Linked DNA regions of Triticum aestivum: region 1 is linked to region 2. The links are chromatin contacts, called in public Hi-C maps. All regions are on one chromosome and are shown on one strand. The core of a region is the stretch at or near the end of the contact, and the rest is flanking DNA. Distances in the headings are between cores, read along the strand shown.

The links. A called contact is a pair of places that touch in the nucleus more often than the background predicts.
Region 1: a Hi-C map of leaf shows a contact between it and region 2, with 4 times the contacts expected there. The contact joins the promoter of LOC123148875 here to the enhancer-like site in region 2. A contact is called at or near these places in 2 of 5 Hi-C or Micro-C datasets (both in leaf) and 1 of 1 datasets of contacts at active chromatin or transcription factors (leaf).

What each region holds. Positions count from the first base shown.
Region 1 is chr7A:640,100,402-640,104,546 of IWGSC CS RefSeq v2.1, forward strand. LOC123148875 (E3 ubiquitin-protein ligase BOI) reads left to right here and starts at 1,884. Exons shown (of 2, transcript XM_044568393.1): 1 at 1,884-2,438; 2 at 2,540-3,458. The coding sequence starts at 2,040. The coding sequence ends at 3,091.
Region 2 is chr7A:639,930,102-639,934,199 of IWGSC CS RefSeq v2.1, forward strand. No RefSeq gene overlaps it. Among protein-coding and RNA genes, the nearest start is that of LOC123148873, 6.6 kb to the left of the region's middle. Within about 2 kb of position 1,265, at least 1 of the 8 cell types and tissues checked has an H3K27ac peak or open chromatin away from gene starts, as enhancers often do. A contact at or near this core is called in leaf, where this site is marked.

The DNA.
Region 1 (4,145 bases), core at 634-3,133, 170 kb after region 2:
CGCCGCCGTCCACCGGCGTCTCGGCCACCGCCGTACCGCCCTCCTGTGTGGCTCTGCGCTCTTCGCCCAATCGCCCGACGTGCCTAGCTTCTTGACTGCCATACCTACCTTGATATTTTTTTGATGCTTTCCCGGTTTCCCCTCATGCTTCCACTTGTATCATGTTCTACAATGTCGGTGTGAAATCTGTCTTAGTGTGTATCACTCCAAAGTAAAATTTAATTGCAATAATGTGTGTGTATCAAGTCATATATCTAGTGTATTATCGAACTGATATTAATCTAATTGCCCATTTCATTTCATATTGTAGAAAGAGAAGATGAAAAGATTTTTTTCACCGGTCTCCAGAACGAGTGTGTCTACACTTATCTTTTCAGATGGAGGGAATCAAGCAACTGAGGGGGTGAGTTTTTAGATTTATATCAATCATAATTGTTTCACTTGATGTTTACGCCTTCTCTTATGAAATTTTGCTTTTAATGTCTTGAAGGTGTTGGCCCTTCTTCCACCGATGATGAGGTTATGTGAGGCACTGATGAAGCAAACCATTGATTTGATACTCTTTTTTATCACATACTATTCTTTGTAGTTCTTCACATGTTTTTACCTATTTTGTTGTATCGTTAAGCATTGAGCTAAAATTCTTCATTTTTCATGCAATTGAGCCATATTTTGTCTGAGTATCTTTTGTGGTAGCTAAAAGCCTTGTAAACGTCAAGTTTTTAACTTTGGGCAAAAATCTTTTTTTTTTGGCCCAGGGCTTGCTCCAATCCTGGCTCCGCCACTGTGTAGATGTGTGATGAGTTCCATGCAAAAAAAAAGGATGCGTGATGGCACAACTGTGGTTCTATTTTGGCGGTGACGTGATTATCTGTATCCCGCAGTTAAAAGACGATCGAAGCTCTACTTTGGTAGAGATCTTTTTTTGGAAATCAAATTAAATCAAAAGCTGGCGGTAGCTTTTGCCCAAATTAAAAGTACGGATCGGATGGATCGGCCTGATTTGCACCAAAGTACAGCCCAGAATGAATGAATGGTCGATCTATCGCCACCAAATCAATTACTAGCTCATTCATTCCCTTCTAATTTTGACCCCTCATCTCTACGTCTACGCTTTGTCTTACTATATTATTTTTATCAACCATCTACAGCTAGCCAGCCAAAAAACGCCTAGCAGTAATATATACTTCCTCCGTTCCAAAGTATAAGGCTTTGCAAAGATTTCACTATGAACTACATACGAAGTAAAATGTGTGAATGTACACTCTTTTTTTGAGCATTGTGAATGTACACTCTAAAGTACATCTATATACATTCGTATGTAGAACAGATGGAGTATATCTCAGCACATTAAAGTACGTACGTTGATTCTGCATGCAGATGCAGTGCATGAACGTAGTACGTAACGCATGCACGGTTTCCTTCTTCCTGGAATTGCCCTCCAGTAACCACGGCTTTGTACGTGATTCCCGATCTTTAACAAGTCCAGAGCGCGTAATTTGCTTTGCTTTGTTAAGTTTCCTTATACCCCAAGATTCGTGCGTCCAGAGATCAAAGGCTCAACGATGCGTGCTGATTTGGCGCCACGACATATACTAACTTAAACGATACAGTATATGGCCAAGGCTTGGGTTCTGCAAATTAGTCAACCGATCGATGGAATCGTCGGGAACGGAAGCCAGCAATTTCGGTGCAGAAAGGTAATATAACGCGGGGAATTCGTGGTTTCTACTGCAAATTTAGGGAGAGATTGAAACGGAAGCCATAAATAAAAGGAAAATTCCCTCCTGAACAGGGCCGGTCAATCTCATCGTCAGTTGCATTCTCACTCAGGATGCCAACCAAAGCCCGGTCACGCACCATAAATACCCGGCGGCCTGCCATCTACGGACCTCGTTTCTTTGCCACCCTGCCCGCCCGTCCCCTCTCGCCGATCGATGACCTCACCTCCCACATCTGACTAACTCCGGCCAGGGACGCATCGCCTTGGCTGTATATATAGGAAGCTAGCGGACGACCCGCGCGCCCCATCAATCGCCATGGCCTCCGTGGACCTGCAACGCCTGCGCCACATGTTACTCACCACCGGCGCCGGCGGCGGTCACCACCAGCTCGCCTCCGCCGCTACTATCCCAGCGAGTGGGCCTTGTTATGGTGCTGCGCTGCCGAGCCAGCGGGACCACCACATGTGCGCGGACCTCTTCAGTCTGCCGCCGGCGACGATGACGACGACGTCGGCCACGGAGCAGTATTCCGAGTTCTTGGCGATGGCTGCTGCCAATCTGGCGAAGAAGGGCGTCAGGCCCGACGGTGGTCAGGAAATGAGCACAAACAAGCGGAAGCGCGACGGGCGGTCGTCGATGCTTGCCGCGGCCGACGTTCTTGCGGCCCACGTCCAGCAGCAGACCATCGACGTCGACCGCATCCTGCTTAAACATGTAAGTCACATGCCATGATCAAATCGCCGCCACCGATCGATACTTTGCGTTTCAGGCTTTAATTTCTGTGTAGTTTTTATTAACCGTGGTCGATGATGCAGGCGCAAAATTTGTGGACTACTCTGGCGGAGCAGAGGCAGAGCCACACGAGGCTGATCGTCTCGACCGTGGAGGCCATGGCGGCGAAGCGGCTCAAGGCCAGGGACGACGAGATTGAGCGGATCAGGATCATGAACTGGGCGCTCGAGGAGCGCCTTCGGAACCTCTTCATGGAGGCCCAGATGTGGCGCGACATCGCGCAGTCCAACGAGGCCACGGCCAACGTGCTCCGCGGCGACCTGCAGCGGGCGCTCGACTCCCAGGCGGTCCGTGACGGTGGAAGCGGCGACGGTCAGGAGGACGACGCCGAGTCGTGCTGCTGGGGAGAGAACCAGGTGCCTTTGTGCGCGGAGGAGGAGGTGGGCACGCCGGCAGTGGAGGAGCGTCCCGCGACAGCAGTAGGAAGGTGCAAGGGATGCCGCGAGGACGCGGCCGTGGTGCTGCTGCTGCCGTGCCGGCACCTCTGCGTGTGCGCGCCGTGCGCGGCCGCGGCACAGGCGTGCCCGGCGTGCGGAAGCGCCAAGAATGGCAGCGTCTGCATCAACTTTTCGTGATGCGGGAGGAATAGTTTTAGAGTCGACATTTGGTTTCCTTCTAAAACTTACTAGAGTCGACTTTTGTTTGTATTCTTTTGTTCACTTTTTCTTGTTGTTGTTGACGGGAAGCACCATGCCGTGCCACGTTGGGCCACTGACATGTAAGCCAGCTTTGCAACAGGCCCACATATCAGTGGAAGAACAGCAGGGTGTCGAACGGTAGAGTATCCTCCTCCTTGTTGACGGCGGTAATAGATAGGAGGATGGTTGGATAACATAGATATGAAAGGACTTGTATCCTTTTTTTTTAGTTTAGCTTTTTCCTTGAAGCCGTTGAATCAATTGTTCAACAAGAAGAAAAACAGTTCGTAGTATTACAGATCAATGCTTGAAATTAAATACATAGATTAGAAGTTGAACAACATATATGGGGCGTGTCTAAGGGTTTTTGCACCAGGGATGGTGAAGCAGGTCAAAGATAGAAATCCGATTTAGATCCAACCGTCATAGAGAGTGACTTGAATTTAAAGAATTTTTCCTGGGTTGGCAAAAGGTTGGTTGCCAAAATTCAAACTGTCCAAAGATTGATTTGAATTTATAGAAAGTTTTCTCGGCTGGCAAGAGATTGGTGCCTAAATTCGTACAACCAAATATATAGAAGATCATTATTTATAAGAATCCCAATATCTGGCGTCCAGTTGCCAGGGGGGTGGAGGGAGGTCCTCCGGACCCCAATATCTGACCCCAATAAACCTCCTGCAAAAAAAACTTTCAGGAATAAACCTATGTAATCAACGAATGGTGTGAAATTATCTGCAGTATTCTCTAATTGGCACCTTTAGAGCTTCTATTTATTTGGACATGCGCTGACAGTAATCTGGCATTTAAACCATAGAAAAGTATAAAGAGACAAACTTGAATCTTGAGGAAACACAATAGGACTTTTGGGGAGTTATGAGTTCAATTATATTATTGAATGCAAATACGCCCACCTGTGATAAAGATCAGCAATCAACAATGGAAAAAATACCATATGATTCCATAAGAATTCATCTGCTACTACTCTTCATTA
Region 2 (4,098 bases), core at 15-2,514:
TTAGTGGGAGATGCATATGTTAACTGCAACGCTAAAAATAGCTCTCAGTGGGATCATATGCTAAGTAAAGAAGGACCGACACAATTATGCATGGTGTGGACACATGGAGCCAAGTGCGATGAGGCCAACTAACTGGCTGCTGCTCAATTATAACCCCTGAAAGTTAAGAGCATGAACAGGAGCAGTGATTGGGACCAGATTCTGCAGACACTAGCCTATGATATATGGTCATGAGCCTGATCAGATGCACCGAGAACTAGATTTGGATGGCTGATAGCCTAGGATGGAGACTGGAGGCTCACCCTTTCCTGATCCTGTTTGTTTTTCTTCTCCTGGTAAGGGTAAGCATTTCTCTCTGCAGTAGCCTTCCAAACGATCTGAACCTTTGCATTAGCCTGTCTTAATACCTTTTGGCTCTACTATTATTGGCCACCAACAGCACATGCTTTCTTTGCCCTTAGCTTGGGTCACCTTCAGCCTCTATGGACCCATCTGGGTTTCCGGTTGATGCGTCTTTCTTGTATACCACACCAGTCTTTGCTTGCCTGTCCCTGCCCCTGAGTAGCATTGCCTGCTCCATAAACAACTTGTGTGTGTGGGTAGGGCGTGCCATTTTTTAAGTGCACTGCTTCAGGAACTGGCTTGCTTTGCCTGTATGGTTTTGCTATCTTTTTTTCCGGACCCTGCCTTGACTTTAGGAAGCTTCCACTATCTTTACTTGTGCTTTGATTCTCATACCAGTTACCGCTAGATTTCGACCTAAATCTTATATTATCTGCCGAATTAGTTAAGTAAAGAGTTCCAGTTTTTTGCAGCTTGATTTCTGATGAATGTCTCTGTTGATTCTTGCTTGCATTGAGAAGGTTCTCTGAATTGTGTTGTTCGATGTCTCTTTGCTCGTCTGGTCGAACGTCACAATTAGAGTGGCCAGTCAATACCGCCACCCCTGTTTCCATCATCATCTATCTGCCTGGTGTGGTGTCTATCCATTAGGAGTCCGACAAAGCACCCCATTTACGTCGTGAAACAATCTCTTTCGATCGCTTGAATGAACAAATCGGCGCCTAGCAAGCAAAGAAAAGAATCCTGATTTGAACACCAGAACCAGCTCGGCCATCTCCGTCGCTCTGGACAGATATTTGGACGATCTATCTATCAGCATCGCGCTGGAGTCTCGTTTCTTCCTACTCGTGCATCACAGCCTCTACTACTCTAGTATCAGGTCATTTTTATGCTTGTCCCATCTGAGAGGAAGAAAGTAATGTGTGCGTGGCGTGCATTGATATATATACGTGGAGGCGTAGGGGCCCATCCATGGTGGCGTAGCCCAGCCATGTGTTATTTGGTTGGTTCAGATTTCACAATCTTGGCATATGTATGCATCGAGGGTCAGGTGCCTGTCCCTCTCTGCATCCAATTTCTTTGTTTGCATGTCTCCATGATCTTTCTTTATCTGTACCATGTCACCAGGTAAAGACGTATGTATCCAAGGGAGGTTATTCTAGCCCAATAATACCCCAGAAACGACGATTTTATTCCATGTCAATGAGACTGAGCACGAGCATCTGGAGGGGGAATGAATGACTCCACGTTTAGCTCATCACAAGCCGGCCGGGTAAATCAATTTAGGTCGGCATTTAGATAGCTTCTGGGCTGTGGCCACGTTACAATCATCATACGCCTATCTTATTGGTTGGGCTCAGTGGCTCCTTTCTTCAACTCTAGGGCATATTTCTTCTTCCTTTTTCTTATCAATACAGAATTATACTATGAAGTTAGCATGTTGTACTCCCTCTATATCAAAATATAAGATGTTTTTTTTCACACTGTGATAGTGTCAAAAAATGTCTTATATTTCGATACGGAGGGAGTACCATCCACCCATGGATCGATGATGGGACTTGACGGGAGATGCTAGCTAAACAAAGCTCATTCCTGGTGATGTAACATGGAGTGCGTGCGTGCCATCTACTTGCACTGTCACAGGGGGGACGAGCATAGTGCAATACTCCATGCCAACTTTTTGTTAAATCTGAAACAACACTTGTCATTTTGGGCGCCTAATGACGTGCCATTTTGCCAACCCATGTACAATGACTTGTGCAAGCTGCATTGCCTCCCTTGTCCCGTGCTGGTCGATGGAAGCCACACCCGGTTCCCTCTCTCCTGCATCTTTCTGCCAGCAAATGTTTCTCGGAGCTATTTGCAGCAGTCTGTTGCCATGCGTTTTGTCCCTCTCTATCTTTTTTTCTGCCTCACGTTCTTTTTATGCGGTCCTGTTTTCAGCCTGCTTTCAACATTTGGAAGTTAAGATGTACCAGCCTGTGGATTCGGGTTTGGGGACGCTGTCATTGTCGAACTGCTGAAGGAGAATGGTCTTCTGCCTCATCTGTCGCGACAAATAGACGACATTGTCTTCCCGCTGGATGATGAGCTTCAGGAACCAGCATCCTGTGTTGCATCCTCTCTGCGGAAGAATGGCAGATCCGTAGACCTTGTACAAGACAAGTGTCTGAAATGGGTGTTTAAACATGCAGATCGGACAAGTGCTAGCAGGCTGGTTTTGGTTGGGGAAATCTGAGTGGGAGCGAGGCATGGTTCGTGTGAAGGCACTGTCTGCCAGAGAAGAATTTGAGGTCAATGCAAGCGAATTACAATAATTGTTAGTCAATCTGGAGGTTTTACTTCCAAACCTAGCACTTCTTTTCTTTGTTTTTGCTGTCTACCGTTGTTAGTCCTCCCTTTGCAACATTTTAGGTTGTGCCATTCATGTCATAGTATATAGAGTAAATATCATGGAACCATAATAACTGGTGCTTAGGTTAAGATAACCACAACTCCAAGAAATAATTATGTACTACCTCTGTAAAGTAATATATGATCTTTTTATATTACTTTACAGAGGGAGTAATTGAGATGCATGATTTGGATGGTGGTCATGAACCTGGTTAGATGCACTGAGAGCTAGATTTGGATGGCTTACCCAGAAAAAGTCAAGCAAATACAACGGATGGCCCGCCCTTTTCTGACCCTGTTCGTTTCTCTTCTCCTGGTAAGGATTTCTCCCCAAACGATCCGAGCCTTTGCATTGGCCTCTCTTATCAATACATTTTGGCTCTATTATTGGCCACCAACAGCACATGCTTTCTTTGACCCATCTGAGTTTCCAGTTGATGCGTCTTTCTTGTACACCAGTCTTTGCTTGCCTGTCCCTGTCCCTGTACCTGAGTAGCACTGCCTGCTCCATAAACAACATGTAGCTTCAGGAACACAAATCCATGAGTTATCACTGCTTCAGGAACTGGCTTGCTTCGCTTGTATGGTTTTGTTGTCTTTTTCTCTGGACCCCTGTCTTGACTTTAGGAAGCTACCATTATCTTTACTTGTCCTTCACTTTGATTCTCATAGTTACCACTGGATTTCGACCTAAATCTTACTACAACACTATTTTATTTACCGAATTAGGTAGAGTTCCAGTTTCTTGCAGCTTATTGGTTAAGTGACATTATTGGCCTCTTGATTTCCGATGAATGTCTTATCTCTATTGGTTCTTAGCTTTTACAGTGGGTGGATATTCCCTTTTTCTACCCTTGGATAGAGTAGGTTTTCAAACTTTCATGAACCTGGCTGGCATTGAGAAGGTTCTCTGAATTGTGTCGTTCAATGTCTCTTTGCTCGTCTGGTTGAACGTCACAATTCGAGTGGCCAGTCAATACCACCACCCCTGTTTCCATCATCTGCCTGGTGTCTATCCATTAGGAGCCCGACAAAGCACCCCATTTACGGTGTGAAACAATCTCTTTCAAACTTGAATGAACAAATCGGCGCTTAGCAAGCAAAGAAAAGAATCCTGATTTGAACACCAGAGCCCGCTCGGCCATGTCCATCTCTCTGGACAGACATTTGGATGATCTATCCATCTATCAGCATCGCGCTGGAGTCTCATTTCTTCCTACTCGTGCATCATGGCCTCTACTACTCTAGTAGCAGGTCATTTTTATACTTGTCTCATCTGAAGAAAGTAATGTGTGTGTGTGCAATGCATTGATATATACATGGAGGCGTAGGGGTCCATCCATGGTGGCCTAGCCTTGCCAT